Regions from separate parts of the Mus musculus genome. Here regions 2, 3 and 4 are each linked to region 1. The links are chromatin contacts, called in public promoter capture Hi-C maps. All regions are on one chromosome and are shown on one strand. The core of a region is the stretch at or near the end of the contact, and the rest is flanking DNA. Distances in the headings are between cores, read along the strand shown. Region 1 holds the start of Arhgap44 (Rho GTPase activating protein 44). Region 2 has its middle 65 kb from the start of Gm40016. Region 3 holds the start of Dnah9 (dynein, axonemal, heavy chain 9). Region 4 has its middle 87 kb from the start of Gm29958.

Region 1 (3,634 bases), core at 312-2,811:
TGGAGACAAGGGGGGTGGGGAGGAGGTATGAGATGTGGAATGGTCGGAGGGTGGAACAGGAGGGGAATAACATCTGCAGTTTAAAATAAATATAAATAAATAAATAAATAAATAAATAAATGAATGAATAAAGGATTTTTAAAAACTCAAAATAGAAGTACTTTGTTTATATAAACATGACGTTGACATGACTGTATGTTGCCACATACAGTCAGTCACAAGCACGATGCCTTCACTGCTAATTGACCAGAACTCTTGACCTAATAAGCAGAGGCTGAGCTCACAATTAATTAAAGATTTCATGTTCATTCAGCCAAAACATGCCTCAAACCATCATTTGTTCCGCTGGCCAGTAAGACACTTACATCCATATTTAGGGCATCTTTCTACTGTAATCAACACACTGCAGAGAATCTCGGGTCATAGATGGATGCTCTTCCTTTTTTTTTTTTTTTAAACTATTTTCATAATAGGAATGATCCTGGATTTTCCCATTATGCTATCTTCCATTGTATCTGCCACAGTGGACTACATGATAGCCTGTATGTAGTTAGATTTGGAAAACAGCACTCTTTCATTTCCATCTACCAAACAGCAGTGCTTTCTACTTGAGATAGGGAAGCTGGAGATGAGAGAGTCCCAGCAGTTTTCCTAAAATTGCTGATTAAATATGTGAGATTCTAATGGGAAGACTCACATTTGTTTGATCCAATGTCTCTACTGCCCAACAACTCTGACTTGATATATATAAAGATGACAACTAATTGAGATCACATGTGATTTTCTTTCTTTTTTTTACATTATTTATATTTATTTAGTGTGTGTGTACGTAAGACAACATGCAGGAGTTAATTTTCTCCTACCGTGTATGTTCTAGACACTGAACACAGGTCAATAGGCTTCTTTACCTATTGAGCCATTTGCTGTCCCCCTCACCTGCCACCTTCCAAGTCTAATGAGCCACAATTTCTTTCAACCAGCTGGTAAATGCCAGTGGGCTGCCCAGCTGATACCATTTCAGGTCTAGTGGCGGTAAGGAGATGGACATAGCTATGGTAATAGAATCTAAATCATACAAGAAAGCTGTCTCAGGTTGTGCTAGTAGACAAGACGTTACTGATTCAATCTTATGTAAACTTTTGGTTACTTACTGGGTTTGAAAAAGATTAAGGATGGCATTTTGGGATGCATGCTACGCCTAGTTCGAAACCCCTTTGTCCCAAGCTTAACACTGTGATTGAACACCAATAAGGTGACTTTATACAATTTAACGAACACATCTGCCTAACATATCTTCATATGAATTCAACACTGAACATCTCGCATTCGCTTGAGAGAAAATAGGAGTCAGACGTTTACTCTGTTTGTTGTTGTGTCGTTGGTTTCACTATTCAAGCACGAAAGTATTTCCTTTACTACAAGGCTAAAGCCTAAACGTCTTGGTCATACTGTCTTCTCTCACCTCTGCACAAAAGCTGTCCCTACAAACTTTGGACAGAGGAAAGGTGGGAGCGGCAAACTACAAGTCCCAGCATGCACGGCGCATTCCGCACAGGCGCACGGGGACCACCCGGCCAGCTGGCTAGCCAGCCTGCGGAGACTCCCCGGTTCGCTCGCCGGGCTGGGGCTGGGGGCTAGCTACAGCTGGGGCTGACCGCCGGGCGCCTTGGGCGGCCCCGGGCGTGGCACAGAGAAGGATGCGGCGGGCGGACTAGGCGGAGGTGCTCTCGGGAGGCTGGGCGCGGGCCAGGCGGCTCCCCAGGCTCCGCAGTGCCGCCGCCGTCGCCCGGGAGGCTGGGCGCGGGAGCCATGTAACCCTGCGGTGGGCTCCGGGCAGCTCAGTCCTTCCCCAGCTCCCGGGCTAGCGCGGCAGCGGGGCCACGATGAAGAAGCAGTTTAACCGCATGCGCCAGTTGGCCAACCAGACGGTGGGCAGGTAGGTCACCCGCTGGCCGCCCAGGGCCGGCACGCCCGCGGGGCTGCATCTGCCAGGCGCAGGTGATGGAGCTGCCCGGCCTGGAGCTTGTGCGTCCCTCCTGGGTCCGCGCGGGTCGTTGGTGAGACCTTTCCTCTCCCGACCCCTGCTCGCTTCTCGCTCGCCGGTCTAGGCTCAGAGAGTGACGCATCCTCACCTGCGTCCCCAGCTGCCCCTTCACCTCGCCCTCTCTGCCTTTCCTCGGGACTCCCTTTTCCTCTGGTAGCGATTCTTCCTGGAAACAGGTGTTTGCTCTGCTGGAGCTGCTGGCTGCCGAGTCGTTGGCTGCCTCTGGAGATCTCTTCCTCCCTGCGCCCAGTTCAGGGCTGCTTAGGGTCCTGAGGTAGTGTTGGGCCTGGTCGACACCCTCCTTCCCCACTGGAGCCCTGTTTGTTTTCAGGGGCTGTGACTGTATGGGATGCTGGATCACTTTCCTGGCTGTTTTTTCCTCAGCGTTTGGGGGTGGGGAAAGGATGGCGAGAAGGGGGAAGGTGCTGGCTGATGTAGGCTCGGTCCCAAGACTGATTTCAGTGGAGGGAGGGAGGGAGGCTGCGAAAGTGAGGTTCAACTCCCTTGGAAGATGAGAGGAGGATCAGAGAGAGGAGGATCAGAGGCTCTCAGCCAGGTAGGGGATGGGACAGTCTCTCCTCCCTCCCAGTCCAGAACAGCTTGGCCCCAGGAATCTGCAGGACCCAGACTGCTCTCATCTTGGTGAACATGGACTAGATCTGGGCCAGTGTCTCCAGGAGCGGATCTGTGGGGTGCCAAGATCTATTAAGGTTACATAAGGATTCTTAGTGGGTCCCGTCCAAAGCTAGACATTCTTGAAACACAGGCTTGTTAGATAGAGGGGGATTTTTCATGGAATCTGTGTGCCCAGGGCCGGATTTCTGTGTGGTTGTTAAAGGAATTTAGGTGTGCAGTTTAAAGTAAGCAGAAAGGGAAGAACCAAGCCTTGGGTGCAATTCAAGTGCAGGCTCCACACATAGAGTGCTCTCGGCCAGGTTTGTTGAGAAACCAAATACCTTTCTTGGGTGGGAAATGGAGCTTGAGCTGGCACCTGGTAGGGTGGGGGTGGGGACTTCCCTGGAGAATAGAGGACATGAGGGAAGCATACTGCCCTAGTTACAGTGGGCATTTGAGGGCAGGGGATGTGATGGCTTCTCATGCTTTCAGGAACTCCAGATGGTTTCCAAGTAACCTAAGCGTTTCCAAGCTTCTAAACTAGACTTGGATTCATTTTCCCTTCCCAAACACATGTGCTTTAACATGAGGGGGGAATTTATGAATAGCAGAGTCAGATTAGCCCAGATTTTTGGCACGGTATTGCCACAAATATAGCCTCACGTGGACTGTCTTTGGTATGTTGGATGCTGAGATAGTGCTTTCCTGGTACTGGGGGGTGTAGCTGTTGGTTGTCAAGCTGACCATTCTTTACTGTCTTGGCTTCTGGATCACACTCCCTGGGCTCTGGCATACATGATGGCAGTAGACATCCCAGGGGTGGGCCCCTCACTCTGACCACAGGTTGCTGTTTCTCATGGAGTATTCTCAGTCCACTTAGTAGCCTGGTGTTCTCTTGGAGTGTTAGAGATTGGTGCTCGGATATAGATGTCTCAGGGAAGGCATTCGTGTTGCTTCCAGACACCTGGCTCCTAT
Region 2 (3,353 bases), core at 759-3,258, 1.6 Mb after region 1:
CTTACCCAGCTGTGAACCTTGCAAGCTACAGTAACCATTGGCCTGACGAGATATACCCCCTGGCATACCTGGCACACATATGGAAATAACCAACTACTTTCTGATTGGATTTAAGTTCTACTCTGAATGATGAAATTCAACAATTCACTGATAGGCTAAGAACTTGTAATGAGATAGTCCACAGGACCCAGGGGTGAGCCCACTACTATTATTCTGTTAACTAGAAATAATATTCAACCTTCTCCTGGTGAGTTATGGGTTACACATAGATTCGTGCTTCTCTCATCAGAAAAGCTTCTATTTGAAGTAGACGGTCTTTAACACGGAAATCCACAAAGTGGCTAAGGTACAGAGAATAAGAGGGTGCAGAAGGCCCAACCCTAAATGGAGCATCTATACACCACCCCTTTCTACCAAGGCTCAACAATCATTGCAGAGAAGGGGAAAGAACTCTAAGAGACAGAGGTAGGGAACAAATGCAGGGAAACAGGGTCCTCCAGACACAACAGGGCAACTGCATACACGAGCTCACAGTGGTTATCACAGTATACACAAGCCCTATGCAAGCTGAAGCCAGCTCATAGCCCAGCACGGAGCAAAGGTGATTGATAGCTACTGGGAGAGGGAGAGTCAGTTCTCTTTAAGAGTACTACCACTGGTAAGTTGACCAGGCTTGGTGGACAACCACACATCTGTGAATACATGGGCATCACAATAAACTTGATGGATAAAAGCATAAAAGAGAACACAAAACTGGGTGACTAGGGAAGAGGTGTGTGTCTGGGAGGAGTTTCAAGAAGAAGGAGATGTGGTCAAAACTCATTGTACTAATTCTCGAAGAACAAATATATAGATTAAAATATATAATTAAAATATATATAATAAGTTTTACATTATATATACTTTACATATTATATACAATATATATCTTTCCCTACACTTTACATACAGTGCTTGATATTGTTGTAAAATTACTACCCATATTTTTATAACTTTTATTCATTTTTATTTATTTCATGAATATACATGATAGTGGGCCCCCTCTACTCACTATCTCTCTCTCTCTTGAATCCCTGTGAACACTGTCTCTTTCTTCCTCATACTGTCTTGTTACTCACTTAGTTGAACCAGGATCATTTGTGAGCCTGGTGGGTCCACAAGCAAGGAAGATGACAGCCTCTGCCCTGAATCTGCCAGCAGTCAGTAAGGGTCGATGTGGTCCTTGGAGTCCTATCCACTAGAGCCTGGTGCACTCATCCGTGGAGACATAACTACAGACAATGTCCCATCTCTGGAACCCATCAGTTCACTGGGAAGCACAGGACACTGTGAAGCTAGCTTCAGTCTTATTGACTATTGACAGGCCCAGTCTTATGCAGGCCTAGTGCAGGCAACTGTAGCCACTCTGAGATGATTACTGCAAAGCCTGTGCCATGCCCAGAAGATGAATCTTTGAAGCTCTTTCTCTCACATGGATTCATAAGCAGGTTACATGATGTCCAGAGAAAGGGAACTGTTAGACAAATCTACCTGATAGGCTATATTTGACAGTTCCCTTATATGGTCATACATAGGCAGCTTGTAGTCTCTGATTTACTGATGTTTGACTGAGTCAAACTTTAGGTTCTGCTGAGGCTGAGGTATTAGCTAGAAGAATATAATTTCTGGTTAGGTTACAGTTTGAACAGCAAGTTAGTCACAGTTCCTTATGAATAAAGAAAACATCACACCGAACTTGCAACCCATTCAGAGGCAACACTGATCAAATTTAATCAAAGTTCACTTCCAATGAAACACACTGGTTAACTTTTGTTTATCCCTTAGATTTCAGTTGCTGGATTTGGAAAGCATTTGTTGGCTTTCTCAGCATAGGAGCAGAGGTTTGAAAGCCCCATATTATCCGATTGCCAGACAGGTCACCCTGCCAGCAATCACCTGACTCTTAGCCTTGAGATCACTTGTTGGCTCCTCAGAGTTTTTCCCTCAGTCATATCTTTAAGAGGTTCGCAACTGTAGCATTCAAGCCAGCCTTTCAGCCATACCTGCATGCGGTCACAAGGGCCAAGGACAGGGATACAGTAATTCTCCCCTTGGCTGGTCTTGACTGGACTTTGAATGTTTGCCATTGCTTGTGGTTTCCCAGGGTCTCTCTCCTTCAGTCCACTCTGCACTTAGGCACCAAAGAGACCACGTAAAGTGGGTTTGTTCTTCAGAGCTCTATCTGCCTGCTACAGTTTTGGATAGAGCCTGCCCACTCAACTTCCCCAAGACAACAGTCTTCCTCTCCATCCCCAAAGTGAGGAACAAGCCTCCTTTCAACAAAGAATGTGGGAGTTCTGCTTGTTGCAATTTCTCTCTTCCAACCCTACTAAGGATTAGAGGAAAACTGTGTGTGGGAGGAGGTGGTGGTAGATACCATTTCACACAGAGATAGCAGGAGAGAGGTTCAGGTGTCACGTGTTCTGTTAGTAAAGATCAAATACCTGTGCCCTCTCCTTTGATGCTTCCTCAGGGAAAGGAATCTACAGTGTAGACAGACTGCATCTAGCCATTACCAACTAAAAGTTCAGCATCTTCTTAAAGCATGGGCTACAGGGCCCTGCCTGAATTACATTAGCAATACCCAGTTCCTGACTTGGGAGTGGAAGTGGTTTCACATCTCAACAAGTTTCAAGAAGACGCACAAATTGCTGGCCCAGGGACCACACTCTAAGAAGCTCTATTTTTGAGAAAGAATAGAGCGGAAACACTAGCTGTGATCCAGAGGACAAACCTCTGTGTGACCTGAAAGAGAAACAGATACCTATAGAGGGTCTTCCTGTCCATATTCTTCTAGGCATTCTACAGCTTCTCACAGTATTTTCAAAGACAAGATGATTTAAATTTGAATTAAGAAATAAGCTTCAAGACACGTAGAGAAATGAGGTGAGTTTTCTTCTAAACAAACAAACAAACAAACAAACACAAAAACAAAAATGAAAAGGTAACCCTGGCTGAGCCCCTAGAGTTGCTAGGCAAGCTGGCCAAGAAGACAGAGACAGCTCTAACCAGCAACACCTTCTGTTTCCATGTGCTGAGGTTCCATTTGGTTAGGGAGGTTAGGAAAATAAGTACGATTGACCCCAGCTTTTCCAGCTGGAAGCCTGATCTCAGAGTAAAGAAGAATAAACACACCGTGCCTGATAGTCAGACAGCTCACAATGGTCAGGGATCCCGAAAAGGAAAATGTCAGCCTAGAAGCACCCAGGGAAAAGAGCCTGGCATCATTTGTGACTTCTTGGCTTTGTGCTTACACGTCCCATCACATTTAATTTAATCCTCTAAATGTCCTTATGCAATCAGTTACCCAGAAA
Region 3 (3,645 bases), core at 995-3,494, 1.0 Mb before region 1:
CATCAGGTTATCCAAAACCAAATGGTCAGCCCTAAAATATATATAGGCAAGTAATGTTCAGACTAAGCAGGTGTGTACGTAGGAACACACACACACACACACACACACACACACACACACACCAATTAAAAGCAAAGAGGCTATGGATAAAGAAAAAAGACCTCCTGCCAGCATTCAACCTTGACCTGCCAATTTGGAGAGTGCACATAACACCCCAAGCCTGCTCAAGCCTTCTAATGATTGATGGAGCTCCTAATGGGAGCTATTTTATCTTCAACATCAGTAAAAATCCTAATCCACAACCATCAAGACAAGCTTTTCTCAGAACCCTCACCCACTGCAAAATGTCTATGTTAAGGAATTGAAAAAATCAGCATCTAAAATGGACAGTTGTGTTATAGAGAAACAAAAACAGATGGTGGTGTTTGCTTTAGGCAGGTATCTTCAGGAACTCATTCATTCTCTCTGGGTACATGCACATGTGTTCACATACATGCTTATATGTGCAGATATGCCCCATGCCAGTCAGGGTATGATGTATGGAATCTTTCTCTATGGCTCTCTGCCCTATTTCTCCAGTGGATCAGAAGAAGTTCACTGCTGGCTAACTAACCAGGGAGCTCTTAGGATCCACCTGTTCCTGACCACCAAAGTGTGCACAGCTATGGAAAGCATTAGTACAGGCACTAAGGAGGTTGAACTCGGGCCCTTGTGCTTGCAAAGTAAGTTTTTCTATCCACAAACACATCTCCCCGTTCCATCATTCATCCAGTTTTTATATATGTTGGGGGTATGAGAACAAACAAGATAAAGGGGAAACAAAGCCAGGGTGAGAGGGGCACAAATTTTATTTGAAGAGCCAATAGAATGTAGATGAGTTCTCTCTATATATAAAACATAAGCAGATTAACACAATGGAGATCTGCCACCCAAATGGCATGACTACTCCTTATAGGAAGAAGGGAAGAAGAGAGGAAAGGAGGGAGGCAAACAAGGGAGGAAGGAGGGAAGGAAGGAAGGAATTAAGATATGTAAGAATCCTCTGACATTTCTATTTTCCCCCAACGTCTTTTTGGGAATATCAATTATCAGATTCATTTTGCCCCTTTCTTCTTAATTGCTCCACTTGTTGTTTAATGCAGCAATGATAAAACACTCTTTATAGACACAAAGATCCATTTTCTAATGCAAACATTTTCATCACAGAACCCCTGGGTCCCAGTTATCGAGCAGTAAATCATTTCAGCTTCCAGGCACTGGTGTTGTCCTGGGCGGGGCTGGGGGGGTGGTTCTTGTTAAGCCAAGCTGCCTTTGATAAGTGCTACTCTGTTAATAGTCCTTGAAGCCTGATGTAAACATTCACTTTACTAAGAAATCCCGCAGTCCCTGGGAGGTAATACAATCGGGGGTGGGGGTGGGGGGGCAGACAGGAGATTCTTGCAGACCGGAAGGCCTCTGGCTGAGTGTCCATTTCCTTTTTACACACACATATCCATTCCTTCGTTCACACACGCATACAAAGACCCAAGTGATTGATTCTGATCACGGAGAAGGATCAAACCTATGAGGAGTGATAATTTTCCAGGTCAGAAGGGGAGCACGCTGCATATTTACAAGCACTTCAGTATATTTAAGAATTGACCTCGGGCCACTCGCATGGAAGACCATTGTCCAGCACAGCTGCCCTTTTGGCAAATGAAGGTGCAGGCAAAGCAAGGTACTGGAGATTATTTTTTACAATAATTTATTATAAATGTCTGAAGAGGAGACATTCGAAGTGATTGCTAGACACGCATGCTTATTTAATTGCAAATTTAAATGAAACAATTAAGCCCTGTGTCACCAACAGGTCGAGTGTCGCTGGAAGCTCATAATTTGAAGGAAAAAAAAAAAGTTCTATCCAACAGCATTCTCCGAAAGTGTTTGAGTTGTTATCTTGGGAAAAAAATTGTATTGCATTCATGGTATTATCCTTGGCGTTGGGATTAACTTTTTAAATTATATATTTAGGACAGAGTAAGAGAACTATTCATTTTGTGTATGGAGGCGTCTGAAGACTTTAATCTGGCCTTAGACAAAAGAATCCCACGCAAGCCTGTGCCTGTAGTCTTCAGAGCACGTCTAGTCTACCAGACCAGCTTGGATGTGAGAGCTTCCACCAGTTTCCCAGCAACAACGACGCGACCCCGCCCCTTCTCAGCCCCTGCCTACCTTATTAACTTAGTGGGGCGGAGCTAGAGTCCAGTGCCCAATATAAGGAGAGCAGAGGCAGGAGGGCCTGGCATCCCCGTCGCTAGGGAAACAGACGCTGCAGCTGGCAACACGCGATGCCCGGCGCCAAGGAGCAGGCAGCGCTGGCGGAGTCTGGGGACGAGGAGCCTGGAGACCCGAGGCTGCGGCTTCTGGGGACTTTTGTGGCTCGGAGCCTGCGTCCGGCCGCGGGCACCTGGGAGCGCTGTGCAGGCACAGCCGAGGCGGGGAGGCTGCTGCAGGCCTTCCTGGATCACAACGCTGCCTCGGATCCGCGGCCACTGCTGGTGGTTCAGTCCGGGCCCGGGGGCCTGGTGGTGACACCCGGTCTAGACGCAGGACCAGAGCCCAGCCGAGCTCGCGCCAAGGGGCTCTTTTTCTTGCGCACTAAGTCCGAGCCTCCGGGAAATCACAGCCTCCGCGGCACGGTGCTCTGCGGGGACCTACCCGCGGTGCCACTGGAGCACCTGGCCCCGCTGCTCTCAGAGGTGAGGGTGGGTGGATGGCCCCTTGCTAGCAGAGGCTCGAAGTCTAAGGGAGGGAAGGGGGAAGAGGGGCGTGTGCATGAGGGGCGGGGTCAAAACCAAAGAGGTGGGGCGACGCTGCAGAGGGATTGGTACGTGGGCGGGGTCACAGGAGGAGTCTGTGGTGGAGTCTGAAAGAAAAAGGGCTGAGATTGGAGCACAGCCTGGGAGGGAGTGGAAGGGCAGGGCTGCCAGTAAACCAAGACCCTGGTTGGTGATCTGCTGGGTGCCAGCTGGGGACAAGTCTGGGTGAAAGCCAGGCCACAATATGAACCAGCTTTGGGTCAGGGGGTTGGTTCAAGAGGAAGTCATAGTGTGAAGAATGCCTGAGTCCTGGCAGCTTTGTAAGTCATCACGCAAGGGCCAAGGACAAGAAAGTGGTGAATTTTGAGTTAAAGTTTGTCTGCTGGATGGGAAGGAGCTGCACTGCTTTAAATAGTATCTACCTTTGCAAAGAAGTTTAGAAGGAGGCGATTTGGTTTTGATTTTAATGTCCTTCATTTACCATGCAAACATTTATGGAACTGCCTTGGGCTGGCAGCAGTTGGGTATCTTTTGGTCAGCAGGCATTGGGAAGAATCTGTCCCACCTCTGGGAAAAGAGATACAGGTGGAGCCTCTGGGCCTTCAGAGCTCAGAGGATTTTCGCAATGGTAGTTAGATGAGAATCTTGAACCCATTAGACCTTCCCAAAGGAAGAAAGCTTTCCTGGTAGTTGAGTTGAGCACATGTGCTTCTAGAGGCTGGCCCTCTCTAGGTCTAGCCAGTTGTGAAAGGAGTGTGTGCAGATACTAGCTGTGTGGCGTTCTGTATGCTTAGTGCCCTGGAAACGGCACAGAAATGGAAAATAAATTCCCATCCATGAGATGCTT
Region 4 (3,465 bases), core at 764-3,263, 1.5 Mb after region 1:
ATGCAGAGAGACAGGTGCCCTCCCAACCCCTTCATCTGATGCTCTGATTTCTGCATCCAACTCCTTCTACCCCACCCCGCCGTTCTTCCTACTGGCAGCCTTCCCACCCACCCTGTGTGCACTTGGGCTCACCAAGCACTTCTGCATTGATCGAGTCTCTGCCCTAATTGGATCAATCATTAATCACTCTGCCTTCAGTTGTTCCTGGAGGGCTTTAAATAATGGAGGGACTTAGGCTGTTCTAAAAGCAGCTTAGGGGACCTGCGGCAGGCACCAACTGTGTAGCTGCAGCGTGTTCTGAGCCTTGACAAAATATTTGTACTTTCAAGCCTGATTTTCTCTGTCCCTGGAGAGGTTTCCATCCAGGGCAAGGGAGAAAAAAAAAAAAAAAAAAAAGGAAGGCAGGAATTTTCCTTCTGTTCTGGCACTCGAGTGTGGTCCAGAAAGGACCGTTGTGGACTCTGACGCCTGGCTTAGACCATTACTCCCTCCCCCATGCACTAGGTAGGGACCTAGGATAGTGTGCATAAGACCCCTGAATCGAACTGGAGGAAGGGAGTTAAACCAGGCGTCAGCAGGGTGTGAGGTGTGGGTCTCCGGGAGGTCCTTCCTCAGGCCCTTCCTTAGGAGGCTTCTGTCCAGTTCTGGATGAAGTAATAGCTAAGCCTCATACTCCTGAGAACTATCCTATGATGCTGCTTCTGGAGATGAGCTAGTCTTTGGTGGGTTTGAGCTCTGCCTTTATCCGGTGCCATCCCTTCCATATTTGTGTGTGTGTGTGTGTGTGTGTGTGTGTGTGTATCCTTACTCACTCAAAATGTAAATGTAAATGAATTAGAAGAAATTCCAGTCATGTTATATTTTTTTCATACTTGAAGCATATTTTGAAAAATCAAATTACTTCAATTAAATGCTGTTTGTCTTAGGATCTTCCCTTTGTGGGTACAATAAGCATGTGTTTGGGTTACTTAATGGGTGACTGTAGCTGAACTGTTCATGTCTGTGGGAAGGCACATCTGTCGCTGCAGGAAAGCACGAAAGCACGAAAGCCTAGGTTCTGTCTCTCCTCCCCTAGGGTTGACGCCTGGCTCCTCTAAGTGCTCAGCAGTGATGGACTCTGGAGCAGAGACTGACTGGGTCCAATAACATTCACAACCCAGAGAGACACCAGAGTGCAGTCACCAGCAGTGACAGATCTTTGTCACAGCAACTGGGAAACAGGCAGGACGTGTGATTGGCACCTTCTGTCCCTATGGAGAAAACAGTACAATAATACAGCATCAGAGGCAGAAAGCTGCTCGCCCAAGATAGAGCCAGAACTGGGAAAGTGGGTCGATTAGAGACATCCTTCTCCTTACCACGTGCTGAAGGAGGAAGTGCCAGCATAGGCCTCCAGCTCTTTCCTTTGGGTTTTTAAGACTGACCAATGATAGTACTGATTGGAGCTTACTGAGTCAAATACTTACATCCGAAGTGTTAATAGCTGGGAACGATTCTGCTCTCTCTACCTGGCATTTGGTCTGTGGTTCAAGCCTCTGCTCGGCATTCTTAAAGGACGGGGGTCAAGGTAATGAGCAGGGAATGACAGCTTACTGTAATTGCCAATAAGATTCAATTCTAACTCCCTCAAGAATCACAGAGCGGAGGTAACTGTGTTCACGTGCCTGTGGCAAAGCTGGGAGTGTAGTCGTAATATAGTTTTGTTTATTCATTCAATATGTATTAATTGAGCTCCTACCGTGTGATAGGTTTTGTTGTAGATTAAGAAAGCAGGGCGGCAAAAGTCCTGCCTTAGCAAACTTGCATTCTAGTAAGGCAACAGATAAATACATAGATAAACAAGTGGATAAATTATAATGCCAGATAGAGATAGGATAGGATCCAATTAAGAGAAGAGGACAGAAGCAAACTGTGCGCAGTATTACTTCAAGAACTTACTCTTTGAGAAGGTGACATCTGAACTGAGACTCGAGAAAGGAGAAAGAACTGGCCATTCAAATATCCCAGAAAAGAACATTCCAGGGAAAGTGGAAGCAGCTGGGGAGAAGACAGTCCACATTCAAACAGCAGAAGGAGGCTGGAAGGCGGGGGGCGGGGGGTTCAGATTTTAAGGGTATGGGAAAGCCCTCCAGGGCTCTCAGCTTGTGGATGATATGCCCAGTTTATGACCGAATGCAAACATTTTCACTAAGATGTACAGGGCGGACTGCAGGGAATTCAGAGTGGAAGCAGATTGTAACCTCAACTTCAGCCTTCAAGCCTTTTGTCCTCTCTGTGATCCAATCCTTCTGACTGCTTAGCAGCTCCATTCAGTTAAACAAAAAGCGGTGGCTGTCAAGCTGACATTTGATTGACAGAAGGCTCGTTGGTGAACTGTTTTAATATCAGGCAAAAGCAGTCCGATTCTGAAGTGCATCAAGACGACTTATACGTTTGGGGAAGTGGACTGAGTTAAGACGGCTTGGTCAGCTAAGCCCTCTGGAGGTGAGCTTTCAGTTTTAGACGTTAAGTAGCACTAAACAATGATTCCCACTCGGTCCTTGAAAATACACCCTGCAATTCTTCTTTCTATTTCTGGTTAGCCCTGTCTTCCAAAATCATGGCCCCAGCCACATTGCTCTTCTCCTTTACCTAGGAGCTCCAAGGCCCACATATCTCTGGAACTAAACTGCAGTATTTGCCTCAAGAATGTTTTGAGTGGTCAGAAGCCAGATGCCAGCCTCCTTTGTGTCTGAAATCAGGTCTGCATTCTGTTCTTTAAGCAGACTTGCATCCCAGCTTTGAAAGAACTTGTGTATGCTACCTGGTACCCACTACTCAGCCCAGGACTCCCTAAATGTGAGTGAAGATGTTTTTAATTTCGTCTTCTTCTGTAATTCCAGGATGCAGGAAGAATCCTTATGAACCCTTTCCCCTATGAGCTTTGCTTGAAGTGATGGGACTCTTCAGTCTCTGTTTACTGGAGGCAAGACTGATAAAGAATTCTCCTATTGGAGAGGTCAGCCCAGGACAATGGTCACCGCACTGGGGATCCTCTCCCTCCTTTCTCTACCAGTTGGGTGGCAACTGAACCTCTTCAATATCACTTTGAACACACTCCGTTGAGGGTTAGTGGATAGGTCAAGGGATAAGAGCTACAATAATCCAGTCTGTCACTGGGAAAGAATAAATTGCCACTCTCTAGTATGCATGACCTTCACCCCAGTTATATGTTTGAAGTAATTACTGGAGTATGTGTCAGTGGTATCTGCGTGAGAGTTAAAACAGAACTCACAGTCGAGGGCTCTGTTCACTCTTGGAGGTAGCTCAGTTTCTGGAGATAAATTTGCAGTTCAAATAGGACATTCTGAAATTCATCCAAAGCAGCTATTTCTTCACAACAATGCCAAATGACATTTGAACTTGAAAAGCACGTGCACAGAGTTGGGCTGCTAATCTGAATGTTGTACAATGGCTAATTACATT

Evidence for each region. Promoter capture Hi-C pulls out the DNA fragments that hold promoters and counts their contacts.
Region 2: a promoter capture Hi-C map of hematopoietic stem and progenitor cells shows a contact between it and region 1, with 6 times the contacts expected there. The contact joins the enhancer-like site here to the promoter of Arhgap44 in region 1. A contact is called at or near these places in 9 of 39 promoter capture datasets (the 3T3-L1 cell line, the C10 cell line, cranial neural crest and 5 more), 1 of 115 datasets of contacts at active chromatin or transcription factors (embryonic stem cells) and 1 of 9 other capture datasets (adipose tissue).
Region 3: a contact with region 1 is called in a promoter capture Hi-C map of embryonic stem cells, with 2.8 times the contacts expected there. The contact joins the promoter of Dnah9 here to the promoter of Arhgap44 in region 1. A contact is called at or near these places in 5 of 39 promoter capture datasets (the HPC-7 cell line, embryonic stem cells, hematopoietic stem and progenitor cells and 2 more), 1 of 484 Hi-C or Micro-C datasets (the HPC-7 cell line) and 2 of 9 other capture datasets (adipose tissue and liver).
Region 4: a promoter capture Hi-C map of cranial neural crest shows a contact between it and region 1. The contact joins the enhancer-like site here to the promoter of Arhgap44 in region 1. A contact is called at or near these places in 6 of 39 promoter capture datasets (the 3T3-L1 cell line, cranial neural crest, hippocampal neurons and 3 more) and 1 of 9 other capture datasets (adipose tissue).

The regions. Positions count from the first base shown.
Region 1 is chr11:65,160,888-65,164,521 of GRCm38.p6, reverse strand. It overlaps Arhgap44 (Rho GTPase activating protein 44), which reads left to right and starts at 1,561. Exons shown (of 20, transcript NM_001099288.1): 1 at 1,561-1,936. The coding sequence starts at 1,884. LOC115487730 (a long non-coding RNA gene) reads right to left here. Exons shown (of 3, transcript XR_003949568.1): 2 at 2,133-3,634.
Region 2 is chr11:63,527,351-63,530,703 of GRCm38.p6, reverse strand. No RefSeq gene overlaps it. Among named protein-coding and RNA genes, the nearest start is that of Gm40016, 65 kb to the right of the region's middle. Within about 2 kb of position 2,008, at least 1 of the 459 cell types and tissues checked has an H3K27ac peak or open chromatin away from gene starts, as enhancers often do.
Region 3 is chr11:66,167,150-66,170,794 of GRCm38.p6, reverse strand. Dnah9 (dynein, axonemal, heavy chain 9) reads left to right here and starts at 2,244. Exons shown (of 69, transcript NM_001099633.1): 1 at 2,244-2,738. The coding sequence starts at 2,328. It overlaps Gm12296 (predicted gene 12296), which reads right to left and starts at 2,760. Exons shown (of 3, transcript NR_153847.1): 1 at 2,212-2,760.
Region 4 is chr11:63,704,004-63,707,468 of GRCm38.p6, reverse strand. No RefSeq gene overlaps it. Among named protein-coding and RNA genes, the nearest start is that of Gm29958, 87 kb to the right of the region's middle. Within about 2 kb of position 2,013, at least 6 of the 459 cell types and tissues checked have an H3K27ac peak or open chromatin away from gene starts, as enhancers often do.